4 separate regions of the Mus musculus genome follow, and regions 2, 3 and 4 are each linked to region 1. A link is a contact called in public HiCAR-type and promoter capture Hi-C data. All regions are on one chromosome and are shown on one strand. Each heading gives the region's core, a stretch centred on a gene start, on an enhancer-like site or on the middle of the called end of the contact. The rest is flanking DNA. Distances are from core to core; before and after follow the strand shown.

Region 1 (2,969 bases), core at 120-2,619:
TTTCTCTATGTAGCCCTGGCTGTCCTGGAACTCACTCTGTAGACCAGGCTGGCCTCAAACTCAGAAATCCACCTGCCTCTGCCTCCCAAGTGCTGGGATTAAAGGCGTGCGCCACCACTGCCCAGCTCTTTTAAGTTTATTTGAATGAAGAGCCATCAATAGCCATCTATATGTTTCAGAACAGTGGCTTCCTGAGAGGAAAGAATAGAAGAAACTTCTATCACGGGGAGGGAGGGGGGAACGGGACGGCGGTGGGGGAGGGCGGGGAGCCATTGTTGGCTCCTGTTACTCCAAGCTCAGTTATGAAAGAGAAATAAGTTCTTCATATAAGCTCACTTATGTGAAGAGAGATAATAAGTAAGGCTCCTTTAGAGTCTCTGGTCTCATTTTTGTCCCTCTGGTCATTTATAGGGCTATTATCTGTACATATTTAAACTTTTGTAATTTGAGAGATGGTTCTAATAACTGGACTGGTGCCACATGCCTTTAATTCAAGAACTTGAGAGGTAGAGGCAGGTGGATTTCTGAGAAACCCTGTCTCGAAAAACCAAAACAACAACAACAAAAACCAATAATGAACCTAACAAACAAAAAAAACTTAAAAAAAAAAAAAACCAGACCCACATACCCAATATTTTCATCTTTCGCTCATATTCACTTTGGCGGTGGTGGGGGTTGCGGGTGGAGAGCCAAGGTAATGTAGTGGAAAGAGACAACAATACAGCTCATAAGAAAGTGGAGCATAACAATCTCCAACTTCAGGGAGAAACCTACGTTTGAGTGCGATCCCCCCTCCGCAGTACTCCCCCCTCCCAACTCGGCCGTCGCCTCTGCTAGTTTTCTGGAGACAGCTGCAGTCAACAGGAACCACGGACAGGTAGGGAGGAAGGGAGGAAGACCGAGAATTACAATGGCATGCATCAATTCAAGGAAGAACAACTTTTGTTGGAAGCTACAGCTGTAGTAGCATTGACTTTTGACAGCACCCTCAACGAATTTACACCTCATATCCGCACTATCTCGTTCCCGGTATGTTTTGACGTAATACCAAATTGAGAAGTGTAGGAGCTCAGGCTCATTTGTACTGATAAGTGTGTGTTTTTGGTAGTTAGTAAAATCCATTCAGTTGGCTCTACCAGTTCCAGGCAGGTTCTAGCATGGGATTGTTTTTGTTTTCGATTTTGTTTTATTTCTTATTTTATTTTTTTAGTCTCACTTATTCATGAAAAGGTCCTCTGTAGTAAATACACCTTACTCACCCAAGAATCGCCGTTTAGTGTCTTTCCCTGGGAAAGAACAACAGGACTCACAGCGGAACTTTGCTGCGGGTGGCTTGTGTTCCCGCCCGGGTGGCCGGGTGAGAGGGCCGGGAGGGGGAAGCTTTCTGGCGCGGACCGCGAGCGGAGGCTGAGAGCGCCGCCGCCGGAGAAGACCGACCCTCGGCCAGAGCCAGCCTGCGGCGCCCGGGCCTGGCTGGCTGCTTCCCGCCTCAGCCGCTTCTCCGGCTCCCGCCGCCGCAGACACTGTCCAAGAGGGTGCGGCAGAACGCGAGGTCCTACGGCCCAGCCCGGTCCGGTGCGGCCCGGATCCGTGGCACGGGAGGTGAGAGCCCCTGCGGTCCCCTTACTCCCTGCCGGGGCCGCTGGGACCCGCAACAATGGGGACGCGGCCAGAGTCCCCGGCGTGCAGCAGCCTGGGGTAGCAAGCTACTCCTGGCGGCTTGGGCCTTGGGGGGAGCTGCGTCCGACCTGGGAAACTCCAGTGACTGTAGGCTTGGAGGGGGTCTTGGCATCCACCCGGGACTTCAGTGGCTTGATATTTTGGGATTTCGTTGTCAAGGAAGGCAGTCGTAATTACCGAGACTGAACTACAGTGGCTATGCGCTCCTGATGTTATATTATAACACCGGCAAACCGTGCCGTGGTTTGAGGGAGAGGGATTGTGGTTCGAATTTTAGGGACCCCTGTGGCTTGGTCCCTAGTGGACATAGGTGTGGGTCTCTGAACTCCCTCGGGCCGTCTGAGAATTTGTTAGGCTGAGTCGGGTTTGGGGAGAAGAGGCATGGAGAGTTTAGCTTCTCTGAGGTAATTGGTGAGTAGTTCCTGGAAAGGCACGAGCTTAGTTGGGCACAAAAGAGTTGAGCTAGGAGCTAGATGGATCCTTCACGGCTAAGATGTATCCGAGTTAAGAGTGGTTCTCAGGTAGGAAACTTGTCACAGGAGTAGTGTTAGCTGCATTGGGTTAGGAAAAGGCCGATGCGAGCTGGGGAGGGAGGGAGAAGATGGCCGGCAGCTTCTGGGGTCGAAGAATTGGCTTTATGTGGGTCATGGTGGCTGTCTGGGAGTAGAACAAGAGCACTTTGCAGAGTGGGCTTCCTGCTAGAGAATGACCTCTTACTGCGGGGGAGTGTGTGACTCAGATCTGTTAGATTACTGCTCTTGCTGGCGGATGTGGCTGACTGTTGATGCCTGGACTTTGAAGCTGGAATGGGTATTTGGGGGGGCTTAATGAATTTGTTCTAGAGGAGAGGACAGTGTGGACCTTTCCTTCTTACTCCAAAGTCAGTGTGGTGGCTGTCGCCGGCAGTCATTTAAGTAACAAATTTCTTAATGGTATTTGACTTTAAAGCTTTTCTCTGTTCATTTTTTCCCCCTTTGCCCTCTTTTTTGAATTGTGACTCATATTTTGTTTTTAGCACTGTGGCTATTGTTTGTAATGATCCACAAACCTAGACCCCATAGTATGTTGTAATTCTTGGAGCTTTCAGTACAATTCTTCTAAGCCCAAACTAATGTAAAAGGCTTCACTAACTTTTTTTTTTTTGGTATATTTTAATATATGTAACTATAGAGGAGGATGTGAAAAAAAATCTTTATAATTTCTGCTGCTCAAAGCTCTTTAGACCCCTAAATTCATGAAGTTTCATTATCTCTTACTGCCATGAAGTGATTACATTGAATCTGCTAAAT
Region 2 (2,858 bases), core at 118-2,617, 2.3 Mb before region 1:
TAGCCCACACTCACAATTCTAGCACTTTAGAGACTGAGACAGGATTAGAAGTTTGAGGCCATCTCAAAAACAAAAAACAAAAACAAAACAAACAAACAAAAACTCATGTCTATAATCCCAGCACTCAGCGGGAGGAAGGACATTCTGGAGTTCTGGGCCAGCTTTGGTTATATGTCTTGACATATAACCAAAGGGGGTGGGGGGCTGCTGGGAGACTTGAACATTCAACATTATGTTGGGCAGCTATGGGAAAACTACCAGCAGCTGAATCAAGAAACTAAGGCAGTTCTAAGTGATGCAATGCCTTCTGACCACTGTAGGCACCAGGCATACATGCATGTGATGCACATACATACATGAAGGTAAAACACACATAAAAAATAATGAGGCAGGGGTGGGGTGGGGGTGGGTTGGCAGGCCTAAGGCATTCTAAGCCTGAGCGCTCTCCTTTCCGCCCAACGCCTCAGCAAACATTGGTAGGTTCACAAACTAAGTCTGGCATTGAGCAAACGGAGTAGAAAAGTCTTGATCTTGTTGCCTTCCAATGCTAATCCGCCATTTCTGGTATCTGTTCTGCCCACCACTTCAGCTCATAAAAGCCAGTCATACACCCAAGCCCAACTCAAATCATTGCTCCTCCATGAAGTCTGTCGCAAAGAGGAGGCATCCACCTGGCATCCTTGTCGAAGATGAATTTTTCTCAGAAACATCATGCGTCTGCCTCCTAACCCATTTTTCTTGCTATTTCCCCCTCAATCTGTTGGGTAATTCAAGGACCACTCCCAGCGAGCCTTCCTTGACCTCTTGAGCTTCATTGTCTCTACGCAACCAGCGCTCAGGACATAAAGACTCTCCAAGAAATAAATGGAAGTTAACAGTTGGAGCAGTTCCGAATAGGCACGCCGTTCTCGAGACCATCCTTCCCAGCCTTTTTTTTTTTTTTTTTTTCTCAAATATACATACTTGAAACATTTGTTATCCTGGAAGATCTCTGCTTCCAGGAAGAAAAGCATTCCTTCTCCTCCCCAAGTCTGCTCTTCCCAGCCTCCTCCCTAAAAGAGTCTCTGGACATGAGAGAGGTGGGTCAGCCGCGAGGAGTGAGGTCAGGGAGAGCTGACCCCTGAACGCTGCCTGCTTCTCTAGGGCTCTGTATTCTACACAGTGCCACGGGGAACCGCCTCAGGTGTGGTCGGGCAGACGCTCCTCGATCTCGCAACCGGGATAATCCTGACAGCACTGTAGTACCCTGGCATCACCGGGGACCCCTTCGTACTGAGCCCAGACACGCAGGAGCCTGTCCCGGGTAACGGCGCGCTCTGTACACGTCACCCATCTGTGCCCGGTAGCTGGCAGCTGATTGGCCCGCAGGCTGGGGAGACGCTGGAAGGCGAGGGGAACGGCGGCGCGCGGGCGGTTGGGCCAGCTCAGGCTTTCTGTGGACAAGGCTGTGCTTGGCGTCTTCGGATGCTGCGGGTTGAAGGTAGTCATGGCCGGGACCCCCGCACCGAACAGCCACAGGAAACAGAGTGGCGGCCTGGAGCCTTTCCCCGGTCTGTCTCGATCCATTGAGAACCCTCCGAGCAAGCGGGCCCGGAGCTTCTCTGAGACCACAGTCCCGGACCCCGAAGACCCATTCGGTGAGCACGCGGAATTTACTGCGGACGACCTAGAGGAACTCGACATCCTCGCGTCACAGGCCCTGAGCCAGTGTCCCGTCGCGCCTCGGAACCTGTCCAGTGAGTGCCTGAGGGGCCTTTTCCCCCGGCGGGTGGTGCAGACCTCTGATTTGGCGGTGAGACATCCAGAATGTTAAATGGCCTCCCATTTAGATGGTATGCACCCCATTGTAACCCTTGGGCAGAAGAGCATTAGAAGGCGTCTGACAGAGGCAAGAGATGAAAGAGAGTCTTACACAAAAATGCCAGTTGCCCAAAGGTTAGGCATGGCAAACAGGCAATGGGCAAGAAATGCCAAAGCTGCTTTTCTTCTTAGAGCTTACACTCTTGGGGAATAAGTTAAGTGTCAGGAGGGTTTGATGGGCACCTTGCGAATGTACTTAGCACTTACAGCATCTGAAAAATAGGATTATCCCTGGAAATGTGGCTGGCCCTCCATCTCTCCAGCAATATTGCATGGAAAACCAGGCATTGGAAAACACTCATTGCTGACCAGCTGTCATATGCGGCAGTGGTTAGACGCAACTTTCCACGAAATGGCACAAAGCAATGCTGCCTCCCCCTTCCTTGGCCCTACATCACCCGGTACTCTACCTTACTCCATCCCTGGAGCCCCACCTCCCCCTGGAATGTATCCATTTGGTTCACCATCAGTCTTTAAAACCAGCAGATCCTATGCCTAACATGTTGTAGTAAATAGTAGTTATGGTAGAGTCACAGCCAGTGCAATCTCTGTTCAGCTATGAGCTGAGAGTCTAGAAAGTGGGTGAGGTATAAAGCGAGAGAATTCAGATATGCTATGCCATAAGGATTCTTTATGTGTTTATACCATGCTCGGAGCTGTTACCTGGGTCTTTCTCAACTTGGCTTTCAAGAGTGACTCCTTCTGCATTTTATGACAAAGGTGGATACATACTGAGCCCCGCAGTATACATGGGATTATTTTTTCCAGACAGGTTCTCGATCTCTAGCAAGGCTAGCCTTGAATTTGAGATCCCCATAGCTCTACTTCACAAGTGTTGGGATTGCAGTTCTGTGCCACCATGCTCAACCTAAGGGCAACTACTTTTTATACAGGTGCTCATAAGGTCCGCCGATTAGATGGGTTACCAAATAGTCCTATAAGGAAAAGCAGAGAAGATATTCCAGTTAAAGATAATTTTGAATTAGAAGTACTTCAGA
Region 3 (2,740 bases), core at 189-2,688, 2.3 Mb before region 1:
CATTTTCTTCTGTTCCGTCCTCCCACCCTAGACAAGAGCTCTTTAAAGGCAGAGAGTACCTGCTTTTTATAAGAAGGCTCCAGTAACCAGCAGACCCAACGCAGAGCAGGTGTTCCCTACATGGTGACAGAGCCCCCATTTCACTGCCAAGGAGATCCAGACTAGAGGGGTAATATGGAGCTCACACTCCGCTTTCAAGCCTCTTAGCATCTCAAAAGCCGAGGAATCGGCCCAGTTTTATTAATGATCGGACTAGGGCTTATTTGGAGCCAAGCCTCACGTCCCTAACTTGCACTGCCAGTATCTCCTCCCTAACTCCCCACATCTCAGGCTGTCCAGGCTCATCGCCAAAGTCTAACTAACTCTGCCTGTGCCCAGGCCTGCCCCATAGGCCTCTTTAGAACCCACACTCCCCGAAACCCTACGGCAGGGCCCAAGACTGGTTGCCTGACTTCTGCAAAGGACAAGCAACACCTAACCCTCTCCTGCAGCTGCTCTCACAACCAAGAAGACTCACAAATTCAGCCCCTTCCACATCTGCACTTGTCTGGGAGTTGGGGGAAACTGGCCTTCCCTTTCTGAGCTCGGCCACCCACACTCCCGCCCCTATCCCAGTATCCACTTAAAAGGGAGAGTTACTTTTTGACAGTGAAGTGGTGTGCACTACACACCTGCCGTCTGGATGTTGAGTAGGGTGGAAGGGAGCCATCATTTACCAGACACCCGCCATAAATTAAGGCGCTCGTCAAGCACCGGCTGGGTGTGTGGGTACCGAGACAGAGTCCAAGTGTTAAAAGGCTCGTGGTCCTCCTTTGTCAGTCTCTGCCTGAAAGATCTGTTATCCTATGGGGAAGCCTCCACTTCCTTGCTTCGACTCATCCTCAACCCTCCTCCCTCCGCCGCTCCACGGGACAAAGACCCCACCAGTGGCCCAGGGAGGGCGGGGAAGGGGCCGGCCGGTCCCGAAAGCGGCGGTGGCGGCAGCGAGGAGGGGGCGCGGAGGAGCAGCTCCACCTCCTCTGTCTCCCAATCGCGTTACAGGCGGTGCCGCCAGAGTTTGCCTTCGCGCGCGCGAGTGTGGTCCCAACTCTGAGGACCGAAGCCACCCACCGGAGACACCACTCCGGCTGCCTGTGCCCAGCGGGATCGAGGCCTCGGGCCGTTCCACCTGGGTGCGCGCGGCTCTCGCCTGCAACCCCGCCTTCCCTGCCCAAGTCTCGCAACTCACCGCCCGACCCTCCTGCGGGATGCGCGCGGCGAGGCGTCCGCCCGCAGCTCCGGGCTAGCTCAGATCTGCGCGCGGCGGCCTTCCCTCCCCTCGGAGGTGGGTCTGGCGGAGCCGCAGCTGTTACCCGGAGACCGAGGGGCGGAAAAAACTGCGCCCGCCGCCCGCCCCTCCCGCCGCGGCGCTGCCTCCGCTGGGAACAAAGGAGACAAAGCCGCGTCGGCCGGCCCGGGCTCCGCTCCTTCCACCCCCCCACCCCCCGCCCGTCGGGCCGCCCTCCCCCCGCGCGCCGCCCGGACCAGGCCGGAAGCTGCCGGGAGAACGGGGTACGCGGCCCCAGCCATCCGGGACCCCGCATTCCGGTCCCGCGGGATCCGAGTTTGTGAAGGGCCTGGGGGGGTGATCAACCCCTCTCATTAAATGGGGGCTGCAGCGCCCGGGCGGTAGTCATGGCAACGCAGACGTGTAGGGTGAGGAGCGGAGCCGGGAGCGTGGGCGGTCCGCCCCGCCCAGCCGGGCCTCACCTGCGCGCCGCTTAGGACCAAGAGGCTACGGCCATGGTTGCGAGCCTTATTACCTGGGCGTTGAGATACAGCACTGGAGCCTTTCCCCGTCCTGCCAGAGTTCGAGGGACTTGTGCCCCACACCTGCTCTGCCTGTTCCATAACCACCATCTTGACTATCCCCAACGCACCTCGCCCAGCGCCCGGAGCGCCCTCATTCCCTTCTAGATCCCGGCCCTTGGAGCCATCCTCTCCCCCCAACTTTCTTCACCTGGTCTCCTAGACGCCAGCTTCTCCTCTTCTCACCTGGCCCTGCCCACCTTTCCTTCTTTCAATACTCCACAACACCCAACCTCTCCTTCCGGCCCCCACCCCTGGCTGTTTGAAGAGAGCCCGGGCTTTGGACCTGAGTTTGCGCCATCACTAAGCCATGTAACCTGACACCCCTTCCCCCCCCACACACACACACCCCGACCTTTTTGCTCCCTGACTAATAGGGGGTAATACCACCAAAGCTGAACTGTGTAAGCAGGGCATACTGGCTGTGAGGTGCAGAAGTAGGGTCTTATTTCCTTCCCTCCTCCACGGCCTGTACCTGGAGCCATGCAGAACTCAGAAGCCTTGAGCAAGTCTGGACTCCCTCCTTGGAAAACACCTGGGTCTTTCTGGGAAGGAAACCCTGGGCAGAGGTTCTCTCCTGAGGGCTTTATGCAGGGCGGTTCACACCCGGGCTTGCCAATGGCAATCTGTGGAGCCAGGACCTGACCCATCCTGAGGGCTTTTGAAGGACTTTGGCTCAAGGCCATTGGCATAGTGTCCAGAAAGGGAAAAACTGCATATACGTCACCTGGAAGCCTCTAAGGTTAGAGGGCTCTAAATCGGGGGAAGCCGTCTTCCGTATCTGCCACTTCACTAAGGGCTGATGCCAGGCTGCTCTACCATCACACCCTCAGACTCCCGTGGGGTGGGGTGGGGGTGGGGTGCTGGCTTGATTTATGTCAACTTGACAGAA
Region 4 (2,782 bases), core at 143-2,642, 2.2 Mb before region 1:
CTGCACAGCTATGGCTCCACCAGTACCCATACTGTGGTCAGAGCCACCACCCACAGGAACACAGTCTGCTTCTGAACTACTGCCATTCTAGGAGGACCCAAGTCATGATCATATAACACACGCCTTCCCCACTCCCAACCCCTCTCATTATGGTAATGGTCAAAGTCGTGGCCTCAGGCTGGCCTTGGCCACAGAAGCGTAGAGGACCCTCCCCTCCCTTATCACACACAGCAGCCTTTAGGAATGCACGGAGACCCTGGCACATCACACAACAGCCTGATCTCCATTTCCATATCTGCGCCACCAGTTGTACGAGATGTTCTCTGAGGTCTTTGCCAAGCTGCAAATTCATTACAATATTTGAGTTACTTATAAAACAATTTTTTTCTTTTCCCTGTCAATAAAAAATTACAGACTCGTTCAAGAACAAACAGAAAAGCCAAGGAAGTAGATGAGAACACTCAGGATCCCAGAAGAGGTAAGTCACTTCGCAATTCACAAATTCCAGCATAGTTCTTTGATGTTTGACTCTCCTGTGCAGTTATTTAACAGTGAACTCAAGTGGGTGCTTCCACATCCAGGGGCACAGATATAGGTCCATATGGTGTGCCGTTCCCACTGTCCAAATCTTGACAACTGTACTCCCCCAAAGTTCCTCTAAAACTTTGGCATTAAAACCAAGGGGTACCTGAGGACTACTAACTAGCCCATGGCTAGGCTTTCAAAAGTTCTCAGCTCAAAGAAGCCAACTGCCTTGTCTGGAGCTACACAACTCAGTTTCCAGCCAGACTTCCCGCTAGCCCACTCTGTGGCCAGGAGAGAGTAAAGAGCCACGGCCACAAACGAAGTCCTCTTCTATACACAGGCACTGGAAACAGCTCGGGTCGGTGCCTATCCACTGGGTCAGACCCAGTCTCCAACAGACTGAGATGTCCCCTCACATCTGTCCCCACTCCTGCTTCACCACACTTCTGCGGGCCACTGTCACGGTACCACGGTCACTCCCGCTCACCTGTTCTCAGCCTCTCACCTGTCCCCGACTCCGCCCACCAGTTACAATAGCCTCACCGGTGCCTGCTTCTCTACCAGTCTCCTGCCTTTTCACTCGAGACCCTCGTCTAGGCCGTCTACCCACCCATCAGGGTTCACCTTCTCTCTCTCCTTTAGGACCCCGGTCTTACCACCACGCTGGCTGGCGTGCAGAGCGGGCCTGCCATTGCTGTACGGCATCCAGATCTTCTTCAGGGGATTCTGGGTCAGTTCCCGTGGAGACGCCATCCCTGGGCTGGGATGAATCGGACTGCGCTGCTACTCACCCAGCAACCGGGCCACCTCGGGCCACCCGAGGTCCCGCCCCTCCGGCCCCGCCCACCCTCTAGCGGCTCCAACTCTTGTCAATCTTCTCGCAGGCCCGCCCCAGAACTAATAGGCTCCACCCAAACTAAAGAGGCACTGGCCTACGACTACGCATGCCCAATTTTACTATAGCTTCTTTTGGACTAAGCACGCCCCATCCGTCAAACCAGAGTTGATAACGCGCATGCTCAATACTAGCTACCTTTGACACCCGGATTATGCAGACCCCGCCCCGGATGTGAAGTTTACTGTACTCAACCAGATTGTTCTTATATGCATAGGCCCCACTCATGGTCCCGCCCAGGGTGCTGCAGCCCTGCCCCAAAGCTTGTGTGGCCTCTTACTCCCTTGAGAAATGTGACCTCACAGTCGCCTACTGAGAAGGGTACGGAGAAGCTGAGCAGGCCTGCGTGATCCTCAGAGCCGGATAGTCTGGACCAGCGTGGCACTTGTCCCTGAATGGCTCTAATGACTGACTTGCTGCCCTGGAAGTCAACCACCGCTGCGCCCTCCTGGACCTTCTTCGTTCCTCCTCGGTTGCTTTTAGCCTTGAAACTTCCCGGGTCCACAAGAACAACTTGTTCAACCACACAGAAAAAGTTCCCTTCTCTTAGGGACATAAACACAGAATACATCTCAAAATCGACCATGTTTTGGCCTGGCTGCTGGGGAATTTAGGCTAAATCTCTGAAATATATGAACAAGCTGTTTGGGGTCTCACTAAGCAGTATTCTGATTTTCTTCCCAGGATTTATATTTTACCAATTATAATTTTATTGCTGTTTGGTTTTTCTTTCTTTTGGGGGGGAGAAGAAGGGCTGGTTTCATGTTGCCAGGCTGTCCTGGAACTTAATGTGTAGCTGAGGATAACCTTGAACTTCTGCTCATCTTGCTTTCACCTTCCAAGCTCCAGTGTTTCCACAGAGTTTATGCAGGGAATCGAACCTAGAGAACCTAAGGCTTTGTGTATGCTAAGTAAGCTAACCCCAGCCCCAATTAGTGTTTTAATAATGAATTTTTTTTTTAACGAGCTTCTGTCTCTTCATCAGGAAAATGAGATGCAGACGTCATCAATTTTACAAGACTGTGGTACAGATTAAATGTGTCAGCCTCAGAAATCTGTTTAAAAACATGTGGGCGTTCTCATTCATTATATTACCTCCCTCTCTGCCTTTGAAAATGTACTGGGACAAGGGCCCAGGGCCAGGGCTGGCAGCTCAGGCTTAAGGGCTAAAGTGGTACCATATGAACGAATTCTCCAGCTGGGCGACCCCCAGTGAACATGACCCCTTAGAGGCCAGTGAGGGGTGGTGTTCGGAAGTCACTCTTCTGCGTTTGACCCCCACCAGTCTCCAGAAAGCTCAGGCCTCTTCTTTCTGCTCAGCCCCGCCTCTCCAAACTGTATATTTTCTGTGCAGGCCCCAGC

The links. Promoter capture Hi-C pulls out the DNA fragments that hold promoters and counts their contacts. HiCAR-type assays count read pairs that join an accessible place to other places.
Region 2: a promoter capture Hi-C map of liver shows a contact between it and region 1, with 2.7 times the contacts expected there. The contact joins the promoter of Atrip here to the promoter of Rad54l2 in region 1. A contact is called at or near these places in 3 of 39 promoter capture datasets (liver and pre-B cells).
Region 3: a HiCAR-type map of astrocytes shows a contact between it and region 1, with 4 times the contacts expected there. The contact joins the promoter of Plxnb1 here to the promoter of Rad54l2 in region 1. A contact is called at or near these places in 1 of 39 promoter capture datasets (liver) and 1 of 115 datasets of contacts at active chromatin or transcription factors (astrocytes).
Region 4: a contact with region 1 is called in a promoter capture Hi-C map of pre-B cells, with 2.8 times the contacts expected there. The contact joins the promoter of Pfkfb4 here to the promoter of Rad54l2 in region 1. A contact is called at or near these places in 2 of 39 promoter capture datasets (liver and pre-B cells).

Annotation. Positions count from the first base shown.
Region 1 is chr9:106,787,613-106,790,581 of GRCm38.p6, reverse strand. It overlaps Rad54l2 (RAD54 like 2 (S. cerevisiae)), which reads left to right and starts at 1,369. Exons shown (of 22, transcript NM_030730.2): 1 at 1,369-1,602.
Region 2 is chr9:109,072,633-109,075,490 of GRCm38.p6, reverse strand. It overlaps Atrip (ATR interacting protein), which reads left to right and starts at 1,367. Exons shown (of 13, transcript NM_172774.3): 1 at 1,367-1,736; 2 at 2,754-2,858. The coding sequence starts at 1,487. Atrip-trex1 (Atrip-Trex1 readthrough) reads left to right here and starts at 1,394. Exons shown (of 14, transcript NR_153412.1): 1 at 1,394-1,832; 2 at 2,754-2,858.
Region 3 is chr9:109,094,134-109,096,873 of GRCm38.p6, reverse strand. Plxnb1 (plexin B1) reads right to left here and starts at 1,438. Exons shown (of 38, transcript NM_172775.2): 1 at 1,229-1,438. It overlaps Gm7628 (predicted gene 7628), which reads left to right. Exons shown (of 2, transcript NR_168955.1): 2 at 1,042-2,740.
Region 4 is chr9:108,990,512-108,993,293 of GRCm38.p6, reverse strand. Pfkfb4 (6-phosphofructo-2-kinase/fructose-2,6-biphosphatase 4) reads right to left here and starts at 1,392. Exons shown (of 14, transcript NM_173019.5): 1 at 1,182-1,392. The coding sequence starts at 1,278.